Linked DNA regions of Mus musculus: region 2 is linked to region 1. Evidence: chromatin contacts called from public HiChIP or PLAC-seq data. All regions are on one chromosome and are shown on one strand. Each heading gives the region's core, a stretch centred on a gene start, on an enhancer-like site or on the middle of the called end of the contact. The rest is flanking DNA. Distances are from core to core; before and after follow the strand shown. Region 1 holds the start of Kif3a (kinesin family member 3A). Region 2 overlaps Rad50 (RAD50 double strand break repair protein).

Region 1 (5,425 bases), core at 2,887-5,386:
ACACCACGTGTCTGCTCTCAGCAAAACATCCTCTCATGTGTCCCGCTTCAGCAAAAACATCCTCCCAGAAGACAGCTTCCAGAAAACCGTTGCATGACACAGCTGAGTCTAAAGAAACCAGAAATTTCCTTTTCATCCCTTGCTCCACTTTTTCTCCTGCCTTTCTTCCTCTTTGTTTTTTAAACCATTATTACTATTTCATATGTATAAGGGTTTTGTCTGCATGCGTGTCATGGACATGCCTGGTGCCCAAGGAAGCCAGAAGAGAGCACTGGATCCCTTAGAACTGGAGTTACAGTGTGAGTAACCATGTGGAATGAGGATTGAAGCAAGGAACTCTGGGAGAGCAGTCCATGCTATTACCCACTGTATTGTCTCTCCAGACCCTCATTACTTTGTTTGTTTTGTTTTGTTTTTTGTTTTTGTTTGAGACAGATCTTACTGTGCAGCTCTGACCTGGGACTCACTATACATACACACCTAGGCTTGAAGCCACAGGTATCTATCTACCTGTCTCTGCCTCTCCCAAGTTCTGGGTTTGCCACACCTGACCTCCTTTGTCTCCTGGATCTCAGGTTGTCTCAGACATAGCATGGAGCTGAGGATGACCTTGAATTTCCGATTCTCCTGCCTCTGCCCATTTGTGCCAGCTTTGTGTGGTGGTGCTTAGAACGGAACCCAGGGATTCGGGCTAACTAGACAAGGACTCAACCAAGGCACAGTTGTTGCCCCTCGAAGATGTTGTTATGGAAACCGACTCTGAGTATAGTAAGGCATGGAGAGTGTACCACAGTGGTAAGAATCAAGCTCTGGTTTTACTCTAAGGCAGATTCTTTTTTTTTTTTTTTCTTCTCTGTGTGTAGCCCTGGCTGTCCTGGAACTCACTCTGTAGACCAGGCTGGCCTCGAACTCAGAAATCCGCCTGCCTCTGTCTCCCGAGTGCTGGGATTAAAGGCGTGCGCCACCACTGCCCGGCTAAGGCAGATTCTTCAATGGGCTGTGTTGAAGGATTGGGATTGGGGTGGAAGAGAGACACTGGGGTTTGAGCAGAGCAATTGTCAGAATTCTGTTTCTAGTTGAGAGGAGGAAGCCTAGATGGAGCCTTTCTGTGTATATGTGACAGGGATAGTGTGGAGGAAGGGAGGCCAAGAGGACTGGGGAACAGGACTTAAACTTTGACAGAATAAACTTAAAATATCCGTTATGCAACCTAGTGGACTGATGCTCAGGGGAGAGGTTGGGTGGAAGGAGGGTGGATCATTGGTTCTTCTGGGCCAGGTTCTGCACTAGGCTGTGGTGAGACAGGTGAGACTCTGGACTTACTCCAAAGTAGCTCTGTTTTTGCTGGTGGTACAGGAAATAAACTTACAAGCGCAGTCATTCTGGAAGGCCTGCTCCCCATGCTTCTGGATCCGATGTATGATGGCCATTTTTCTTTTATGTTAACTTTTGTATAGTATTAATAATTTGATTTTTTTACACAACCAAAAACCTTTACATCAGTGGAAGGCATTTGAACATAAAGCAATATACTCGAAACGGATTCATTTCAGTCTTTCAGCAAACATTCAAATACTATCTCAGAGAAGTAACACAAAGAGGAAAAACCATCTTAAAGTGTCTAGCCTCAAGAGGCTCGTGGTGGCCTATATAGCTCTGTGTAGTATAGTATGATGTAATGTAACATACATTCAAATGCAGGATCTTACAAGGTAAAATAGGCATAACTAGGAACATGAATTCTGTAGCATAAATTTTTTGCAACCTACTTTTAAGAAGGGTTCAACCTCTCCTCTAGCCTACCACTCAGCAGAGGGAGTGGAAGAGACACGTTATTAGGATGGAGGGAAGTGGACCTGTTCAACGATAGTTCTTTGGAGGTGAGCTTGATCTTCTTGGTCAGCAGATCAGTCCCATAGCAAATACCAAATACAACTCAGCAGCTTCAGACCAGTCCTCTAGGCAGGCAGACACCAACCATGAACCAACAACTACATTCCAGTCCTCTTGGCAGGCAGACACCAATCACGAACCAGCAACTGTAGTTCAATCCTGGAGAAGTTGCCAGGCTTGTCAACCGGCCTGAGGAGAGGCCTTAGACGCAGCAAGCTACCATAGGAACCTTATGAGCAGTTTCTTTGTTGAGTTTCTCTCAGTATCAGAGTTGAGCTCAATGTAAGGCGAACCAATACATGAATGTTGTTAGAGAAGAATATTGAGGTGGAGCAAATCAAACCAGTGCTCTGTGCTCGTCTCCCACTGTCAGCGGGGTCATGTTTCTACTCCTTCATCACAGGTCCTTTCATGAGTTTGCTCTATCCAAACACCCTTTCACCTGTGTCTGCTTCAGGAAAACAGTCTTTCACGTGTTTGCTTTAGCAAGACATCCTTTCACCTTTGTGCCCCAGCAAAACATTGCTTGGCATAACTTTCCAAGGAAACCAGAACTTTCCACTTCAAGACTCATTTAGAATAGAGACATCTTAAAAAAAAAAAAACCAAAAACTTTAGTGGCCAGCAAGATTGCTCAGTGGGTAGATGTGCTTGCCACTAAGTCTGACTACCTCAGCTCCATCAGTGAGGTCACACAGGGAAAGAAGAAGAGGAGACCAACTCCTGAAAGGTGTTCTCTGACCTCCACACATATGAGCTGTGGCATATGCGTATTGGACCATACACTTACATAAATAAGTATAAAACTGTAATGAAAGGATAGGGGGTTGTCATTTATTAGCAACAGCTGTGCAATGGTGGTCTACATGACCATAAGAAATGGGTATTTTACCTTCTCCTACTCAGCATCTTTGAGAAGTAATACAAAACATGTTTCTAATAGTCAAGACTAACTGTGATGTATTGAAGAGGAAGTTTTGAAAGAAGACTTTTTTTTTCTTTTTTTTTGAGACAGGGCTTCTCTGTGTAACCATGGCTGTCCTGGAACTCACTCTGTCAACCAGGCTGCCCTTAAACTCAGAAATCCGCCTGCCTCTGCCTCCCAAGTGCTGGGATTAAAGGGGTGCGCCACCACTGCCCAGCAAAAGAAGACTTTTTTACAATTAAGTATATGTGTGTCTCTATGAGTGGATATATGCATGTGAGTACAGTTCCCACAGAGACCAAAAGAGGGCATGGGATTCCCCTAGAGCTGCAGTTGTGAATGCCTGACCTGAGTGCTGGGACCCTAACTCCAGCCCTTTGCAAGATCAGTATGCATTCTTAACTGCTGAGCCAGTTCTTCAGACCCAAGATGAACATTTTGAATGTTAACACAGAACACACTTTATAATTACTTGCAACTTAAACTCTCCTATAACTTCCGGGTGTGATGAAGATGCCTTTAATGCCAGCACTCGTGAGTCAAAAGATCTCTGTGAGCTCAAGGTCATCCTGGTCTATCCAGTGAGAAACCCCCCCCCCCAAGACAAACCAAAAACAAAACAAACTCTCCCATAACTGAGAAACCCTAAGCAGTTCTGTTGGGCAAATGGCTATTTAGACGGAGCTTCTCCTTTGAGTTAGGTCTCAAACTCCCAACAAATGGTTGAGGTGCCTTTTTCACATATTAAAGCAGACCTGGATGCTCCCAGCATCCCTCAGTCCCTACCTGTTACAGGGTTGGCTGGCATAGTCCACCCCGTGAACCTTCCGGCCCAGGTGCTGAGCTGCCCTTCTGGGGTCCTTCCCTATATAATCCATCCATTTTGACTCTGCTGGTCATTTTCACTTTTTTTCCCCCTTTACCTTCCTGGCCTGTTGGTCTCCTTGGTCTCCGCTCTCTCCTCATATGGCTGGATCAGGGTCCTGTTCATTCAAACTTTTGGTGCAGACAGATAGTAGAGATAAACAGAACCCAACCCCTGATATTCCTCATAAAATAAGGAGTCATCAGAATCTGGTACGCTATTGTCCACTGTTGTTTTCAATATTTGGGACACTGCCAGCGCCGGAAGCTCCTGGCAGTCTGAGCGGGTCAGATGTCCTGGTGGCCTCAACATGAACCAGCTTTACAGAGCAGAGCGATGGCAGCACCCCGCAGGCGTTGCCCCAGTCTAGCGTCCATGGAGATGGACGCGGAAAGGCCTTGCGCATGCGTACTTCAAGAGCCCAGGACACCCGAGATTGGGCGGGGCGAGCTCAGAGTGCGCCTGCGCACTGCCCTCTGTAGCTGTGTGAGCCGCAGTCTCTGGAGCGCTAAGGTGTTGCGGTCGCCTGTGGCCAGCCTCGCCCCCAAACCCGGTGTTGTTGGGCTGCATCCGGAGTGGGGACGTTGGCGGAGCACCGGACGCGGCCACCATGCCGGTGAGGATGGACAGTCGGCCACGGGGGCTTCGGCTCATCGTGTCGGCCCTGCTCGGGGGCGCGGCCGTTGCCATAGAAGCGCGCGGCGGGCGGGGCAGGGTGGCCAGGCCGGGAGGCCTTGGAGGAGAAGGGCGGTGGGGCGGCGGGGCTGGGGTCCGGACGCATCGGGGGCCGCTCGGGACCCGCCCAGTTGCCCCGGAACGCGTTGCATCTCGCCAGGCCTGCTCTGCCAGACAGAAAAGCACCGCGCGGACAGTGGAGGCTTGGTGGCTGCGCGTGGCCACCATGGTCTTGCGGATGCTCGGAACCCCAGAGTCTACGCTCTGGCCCCCTACTTCCCTGGGTATAAGCTGTCATTCCGAGCGGGCACCTTAGCTTATGGTGCAGAATGTAACCTGTAGGTGTCTTTGTGCGAGTATGCGGTGGCGATTTGGTTACCTCCTAGGATTTCACGGATTGTTATCGTGCCATAATAAGGGGGTGGTTGTAAGTCCCATTGGAGAAGACTTGAGCCATGGTAGATTATATATTGGTTATGGGGCCTTCGATGGTTATTTACAGCGTCTGGGCCCTTAGTTCCTACACATTTAAACTTTCCTTCTTGGGGTTTTTATCAAGGCAAAATAAATTAATGCACAGGACACTTGAAGGACAGGGCTTGACATTTAGCACAAAATGCTCAGTGTTTGTTTATATTTATTGCTTTATTGAATAATGAATATTCAACAAAGATTGCGCACTAGCCGTATATATGTTAACTATGCAGGCGGTAAGGTTGTGCTAGGTGTTTTTAATTCAATTTTTATTTTATGTGTATGAGTGTTTGCATGTATGTATGTATGTGCACCACGTGCCAGGGGAAGGAAGAAGAGTGCATGGAATTATTTGGAACTGAAGTTAAAAGCAGTAGTAAGCTGCCATGTGGGTGCTGGAAACTCAGCCCAGGTCCTCTGTAAGGTCCTCTGTAAGTGCTCTTAACCACTGGCCCATCTCTCCAGCCTCATTACCAAAGTTTTGACTTTGGAGAAGAGGTGAAAACCATATACATTTAACAGAGAAAAGACAGCCTTAATAAATGAAGTGAGTAATCTGCATATGGCAGAAATTGGATCTGGTGAATTGGAAA
Region 2 (5,626 bases), core at 461-2,960, 88 kb after region 1:
TCAGCAAACAAAGCAGGCAGGGATCCTGTTTATAGATTACAAGTCAGTCATTTCTTCAGACTATGGTCTTGACAGTAACCTTCATTTGCCTGAAATCGGTGTGAGCTGCCTGGGTTGGCAGTAACGGGGATAATTATGCCAGTAATGTGACATCCTTCCCTAAGCCTGTGAAGTTTTATGAAAATCTGCTTTAATATGACAGCTCAGAATCCGCACTCTGTGTATGGTTAGCAGAAATCAAACATTCATGACCTTCCTGTGCTCCTGGGATGCAGGTCTCATGCTTTAGCCTTATTGAGACATCATTTCTCATCCTGACTTCCCCTGTACTCCAAACCTACATACTACCCCTCCTCCAGGAGCTTCATGTAGTGCCACTGTGTCTTATTTAAGTGGTAAGGGGCAGAAAGTCCCTATGATACCAAAGCTCTGACAGCAGATCTCTCTATTCAATGGTCTGAGGCCCAGCCCAAAGCTGTGCTGGGGAAATGGAGCTTAAGGCCCATGCAGGGGCTATATTCTCAGTGACACAGATTAGAATGTCTCCTAGTTTGCTGTGTTGTTTGTTCATCTGAATATGGCCCTCTGTAGCCCAGGCTGGGCTCACTCACTCTGTAGCCCAGGCTAACTGTGAACTTCTCTCTTGTCTCTACTTCCATGTGCTGGGATTATAGCCAAGTTTAGAGAGTGGTGGGGTCAACCCAAAGCCTGATCATGCTGGTCAAGCACTCTACCAACTTAGGCACGTCCTTCCCCCTACTAGTGTTATTTATGATTGGCAGTATAATTACTATTACTTCTGAGGTTCTGAGATGTTCCTGCCCATTGTTATACCAGAATGCATCTTTGGGGCCCATGAAACAGTGACTTTACTTTGAGGAATGCTGTGAAGTGAAAATGGGTTTGAGTAACTTTGACTCTTTTCCTTTTAAATATATTTATGTATGAGTGTTCGTCTTCCTGTATGACTGCATGACAGAAGAGGGGATCAGAGTCCATTGTAGAAGGTTGTGAACCACCATGTGGTTGCTAGGAATTGAACTTAGGACCTCTAAGAAAGGACAACCAGTGGTCTTAACCACTGAGCCATCTCTCCAGTCCCTTGACCCTTTTTTCTTAAAAGTGATCTTCAGAGGGCTACAGGGCATGTTGGCTGGCACCAGGATGGTGCACTGATGGTAGCCATGTCTGTCTCACAAGGTGGCCAGGAAGCTGTAGGAGCTTCTCGTTCATGTAATGGTCCTCTAAGACTTCTGTGACATCAGGGCCATCTTCCAGGCTAAGATGGCTCCCTAGATTGCTGATACCTGCCTTCTGTCCAGCACTGCATCGTCCACGCATGTCCAAGGCTGTGTCCCCCTTCAGCATCACCACTCGGTAGTTGTAATTTCGCCTTTTATCAGAAGCCGATACATTTTCATCAGCATCAGATCGAATTTCTATGTATTCAATATCTGAGACAGTAAGCAGAGTAATTTAGAGAACCTACACTACACCTTTGTCACTTAAACACATCGTCATAGAAGCCTGGGACGACAGTGAGTCTGATGTCCTTAGGAGCACTGGCTGCCTTGCAAACTCTCTGGCCAGGAAGACTCAGATCATGTGGTCTGCCCAGATGCAGCCTGGATGGCCCACCCCCGCCTGGGCCCAGCTCTTTTCTAAGAGTTTCCTTTGGGTACTTTTCTTATCACACTTGGGCCTATCCCTATCTGCGCTTTCACAGAACCCATTATGTCATCAGCTAAATGTGTCTGCTGCAGCCAATATGAGTCGTACAGGGCTTTGGAAGAGAAACTGCATTTTCATTTTGTTGTAAGATGTTGCAAAGATAAGAATTCTTAGAAAACTCTCAAAGACTTGCTCAGGAAGGGGTTTGAGAAGGCAAAGCTGGCAACTAAGGTCATACAGGAGAGGCTGTGGGCAGAGCTTTGGAACAAGCATTTGAGACACACCATGTTAGTTACCTTGCCCACGATAGGTACTCCGCCAAAGATCACGAATAATTTTGTTGATTTCTTCCATTTTCATACTGTGAAATTTCATAATTGCTCTGGAAAAAGGAAGTCAGTTTTACTTAATACAATATGTACTATTTATATGAAAGACATAACTATGTAGTAGTATATGCTAAATTATATATGAATATGTATACTAATAATGATAATAATATCACTGCCCTAGTACTTTTTTTTTTAAAGATTTATTTATTTATTATATGTAAGTACACTGTAGCTGTCTTCACACACTCCAGAAGAGGGCGTCAGATCTTGTTAGGATGGTTGTGAGCCACCATGTGTTTGCTGGGATTTGAACTCAGGACCTTTGGAAGAGCAGTTGGTGCTCTTAACCGCAAAACCATCTCTCCAGACCCCTAGTACTTTTAATTAGAAAAGTAGACTATGGAAAGGTCTAGAAAAAAGTTAAACAGGACCAAGCAGTGCCATTTCCCTGGTATTGAGAACTGCCAGGCCCCAAGTTGTCACGCATCTCCGTCTTTTCCTCTGGCATCCAAGGACTTCTTAAAGTACTCAGAAGCTGCAAGGGTTGAGTGTGGTGGTACACACACATACACACCTTTAATCCTGCACTCAGGAGGCAGAGGCCAGCCTGGTCTACACAGTAAATTCCCTAAAGCTATACAGTGAAACCCTGTCTAAAAACAAATCCCCAGAACCTTTTAGAAAATAAATCTTTAACAGACTTCTTTCCTAGGCCCTAAGATCACAATGGAGAGGGATTGGGGGGCAGCCTCTCCAGAACTGGCAAGAGGCCTGTTGCGGGCAGACCTATGTGCTAAGGCTGAGGGTGTAGCTAGCCAGAGGTTCTTGTCGCAGAACAAAGTAAAGTCTCTGGAACTGCTGTCTGGCCATTCTAGAATTTTTATTTCTCTTTGAGACAAGGGTCTCTACAGGCTGTCCTCTAGATCAAGCTGGCCTTGAACTCAGAGATCCACCTGATTCTGATTCATGAGTGTTGGGACTAAAGGTGTGTGCCACCATGCACCGTGGCCAGTTTTTCTAGAATTGCTAAGGTTCATCAAAAGCCAGCCCCTTCTACCTTTTATTTTTTAGATCTGTGAATTTTACCAACCCGAAGGCATCTGTGGCTCAAAAGGAGGCCTTGACTTAGAAGCCTGACTCTCTCATCAGTCACCAGGGCTAGTACCAGTGTGCACTAACCTCCACAGGCCTACCCTTACTTCAATTCTCTTTTAAAGCAGTAGTCTCTAGACACTGAAAGAAGAAATGCTTGTGAAAGCCAAAGCTTCCTGTTAAACCTGAACACCATGCCTGCCCTAGCTACCTCAGCTCTCAGGAGACAGGACTAACAAAGTCACTCCAGTGGTAGGAAGGCAAGTTTCACAGCTATCACCATGCAAAGGATGTGCGCGGACTCCCTTCCATTTGCTGGCCTCTTATCTGATATATACAAAAAAAGAAACTAAACGTAATGCCGCTGCCTCTGTACAATCATTCCGTGATCTTCTGGTCACCAGCCAAAGAGAAAGAAATGACTCAACATAAATACGTCTAAGTATCAGATGCAGGCTGCTGAAACAGTAAGCCTGGAGAAGCCTCTCTGCTTCACCAGGTCTCCATTTTCTAACCCACGCTCATCTCTGCCTGATACTTTATGCTTCTTTCATAAAGTGTAGACAAACCAGCTATTATTTTCTTAAAAAGGGAAAATGGTAACAAAAAGTATTTCACAGAATGTTTCGAGAACCAATCATATGTGAAGATTACTTTTCCAAAGCTTTATATGCTAGGATCCTAATTTTATAAATGGCCTTTTAAAATGTTATTTTTTTCCTCTGGTTGGTAACTAACATAAATAAGCTTGTGAATGGAGAACACACACCAAGTAGGGTAGAGAGTCAGAGCAGAGGGAGCCTCGTACAGAAAGGCTCAGGGTGTCACAGAAATGACGACTGCTACAGTTGGTCGGTCGGCTGGCCGGGCAGCTGAAGTTGGGTCTCTCTGGGAGTTAGCAGCACAGTGCGTAACCACTGGGGATGACCAAGGTGACTGCAGTAGGCCATCTAAAGAAGCAGCCACTGACGTAGCTTCACCTTCTGAAAGACAAGCTGTGCTCCAAGTCACATAACATCTCTCCAATCTCCAATTACTACGAAAACAGATCCTATAAAATTTGCCTGAGATACAGAAAGTGGCTAGGAAACTAGCAGCTTTGATTATGGTAGTTTTGTTGTTGTCTGTTTTTAAGGGAGTGAACAGACAAGAGTATTGTCAAATCTTCCAAGCATGTCTACCTTCTGGGTATACAAAGCAGTAGAAAGCAGGAGAAACTGAAAACAGCAAACACTTTTGGGCTTGTTTTTCCTGTGATGAGAGAGGTATCCTAAATGCGTTTAGTCATAAGGGCACTGAATAGAACACGTGCCTGTGGAGCCAGCCTTTCCTGCTGTACATGGAAACCAGGATAAGCACACCTCAGGCAAGCACGCCGTCTACCCCACCCCAGCCCCCTATCTCGGCTTACTGAGTAGTAGTTATCCTTAGAAAGCAAGAACAGTACAGCAGGAAGAGAGTTGTCCAAGGTAACACTGCATATCAGACTAAAGAAAAACTGACGAGCCAGTGACTATAAAAGGAACATTTGCTGCACTAGCACAGAGTTTTGGTAAAAATCACAAGTATATGACAAATGGAAGAAAATGTCTTTTCTTTCATAAAATGTCTCAGTCGGGCATCTATAGCAACAGCAAAAACAATCTAACACAGACATAAACACCCTTCCCACAATAACCAGGAAAGGCGCTGAAGCTTGTAAGACAGGAAAGAGAAAGGACTGAAGTGACAGGCAGCAATGGCACCTGCCACAGTTTCTGCAGGTAAGGTTTGACTGGATACCTAAACATTCAAGAAAATCAACTGAAATATTAAGATTACCCAATTAAGCAGAAATGAGCCTAGGTACGGGGTACAGGCCTTTAATCCATCATTGGGGGATGAATACAGGAGGACCTCAAGCTCACTGACCATCTGAAGTGATGAGCCCTAGAAACCCTCTTCCATACAGAGACCCTGTCTCAAAACAAAACAAAGCAAAAAAGATGAAGAGCTACTAGACATGTTCTCTCCTGTTTCCCCCCCCCCCCCCCCAAGTTAAAGTAACCCGAGGCTGGAGAGATGGCTCAAGTGGATTAGAGTAATAACTACTCTTCCAGAGGTCTTGAGTTCAATTCCCAGCAACCACATGGTGGCTCACAACCATCTGTAATGGGATCTGATGCCCTCTGCTAGTGTGTCTGAAGACAGCTACAGTGTACTCATACATAAAATAAATAATTCTTTAAAAAAAAAAGTTAGGGCTGGTGAGATGGCTCAGTGGGTAGGAGCACTGACTGCTCTTCCAAAGGTCCTGAGTTCATATCCCAGCAACCACATGGTGGCTCACAACCATCTGTAACAAGATCTGACCCCCTCTTCTGGAGTGTCTGAAGACAGCTACAGTGTACTTACTTACATATAATAAATAAATAAATCTTTAAAAAAAAATAAAATAAAAGTTAAAGTAACCAGTGTAATGGCACACACCTGCTACCCAAGGCTGGTCAGGAAGATTATTAGAGAATAACAGAAGAAAGAAGTTTTGTAAT

The links. HiChIP or PLAC-seq counts read pairs in DNA pulled down with a chosen protein or histone mark.
Region 2: a contact with region 1 is called in a CTCF HiChIP or PLAC-seq map of CD8 T cells, with 5 read pairs. The contact joins the enhancer-like site here to the promoter of Kif3a in region 1. A contact is called at or near these places in 1 of 15 datasets of contacts at CTCF or cohesin (CD8 T cells), 2 of 115 datasets of contacts at active chromatin or transcription factors (effector CD8 T cells and embryonic stem cells) and 3 of 9 other capture datasets (adipose tissue, liver and pancreatic islet).

The regions. Positions count from the first base shown.
Region 1 is chr11:53,563,233-53,568,657 of GRCm38.p6, forward strand. Kif3a (kinesin family member 3A) reads left to right here and starts at 4,137. Exons shown (of 18, transcript NM_008443.4): 1 at 4,137-4,299. The coding sequence starts at 4,294. A430108G06Rik (RIKEN cDNA A430108G06 gene) reads right to left here and starts at 4,081. Exons shown (of 2, transcript NR_168001.1): 1 at 3,605-4,081; 2 at 1,422-2,482.
Region 2 is chr11:53,653,566-53,659,191 of GRCm38.p6, forward strand. Rad50 (RAD50 double strand break repair protein) reads right to left here. Exons shown (of 25, transcript NM_009012.2): 22 at 1,968-2,053; 23 at 1,312-1,454. Among named protein-coding and RNA genes, the nearest start is that of Il13, 22 kb to the left of the region's middle. Within about 2 kb of position 1,711, at least 51 of the 459 cell types and tissues checked have an H3K27ac peak or open chromatin away from gene starts, as enhancers often do. A contact at or near this core is called in CD8 T cells, where this site is marked.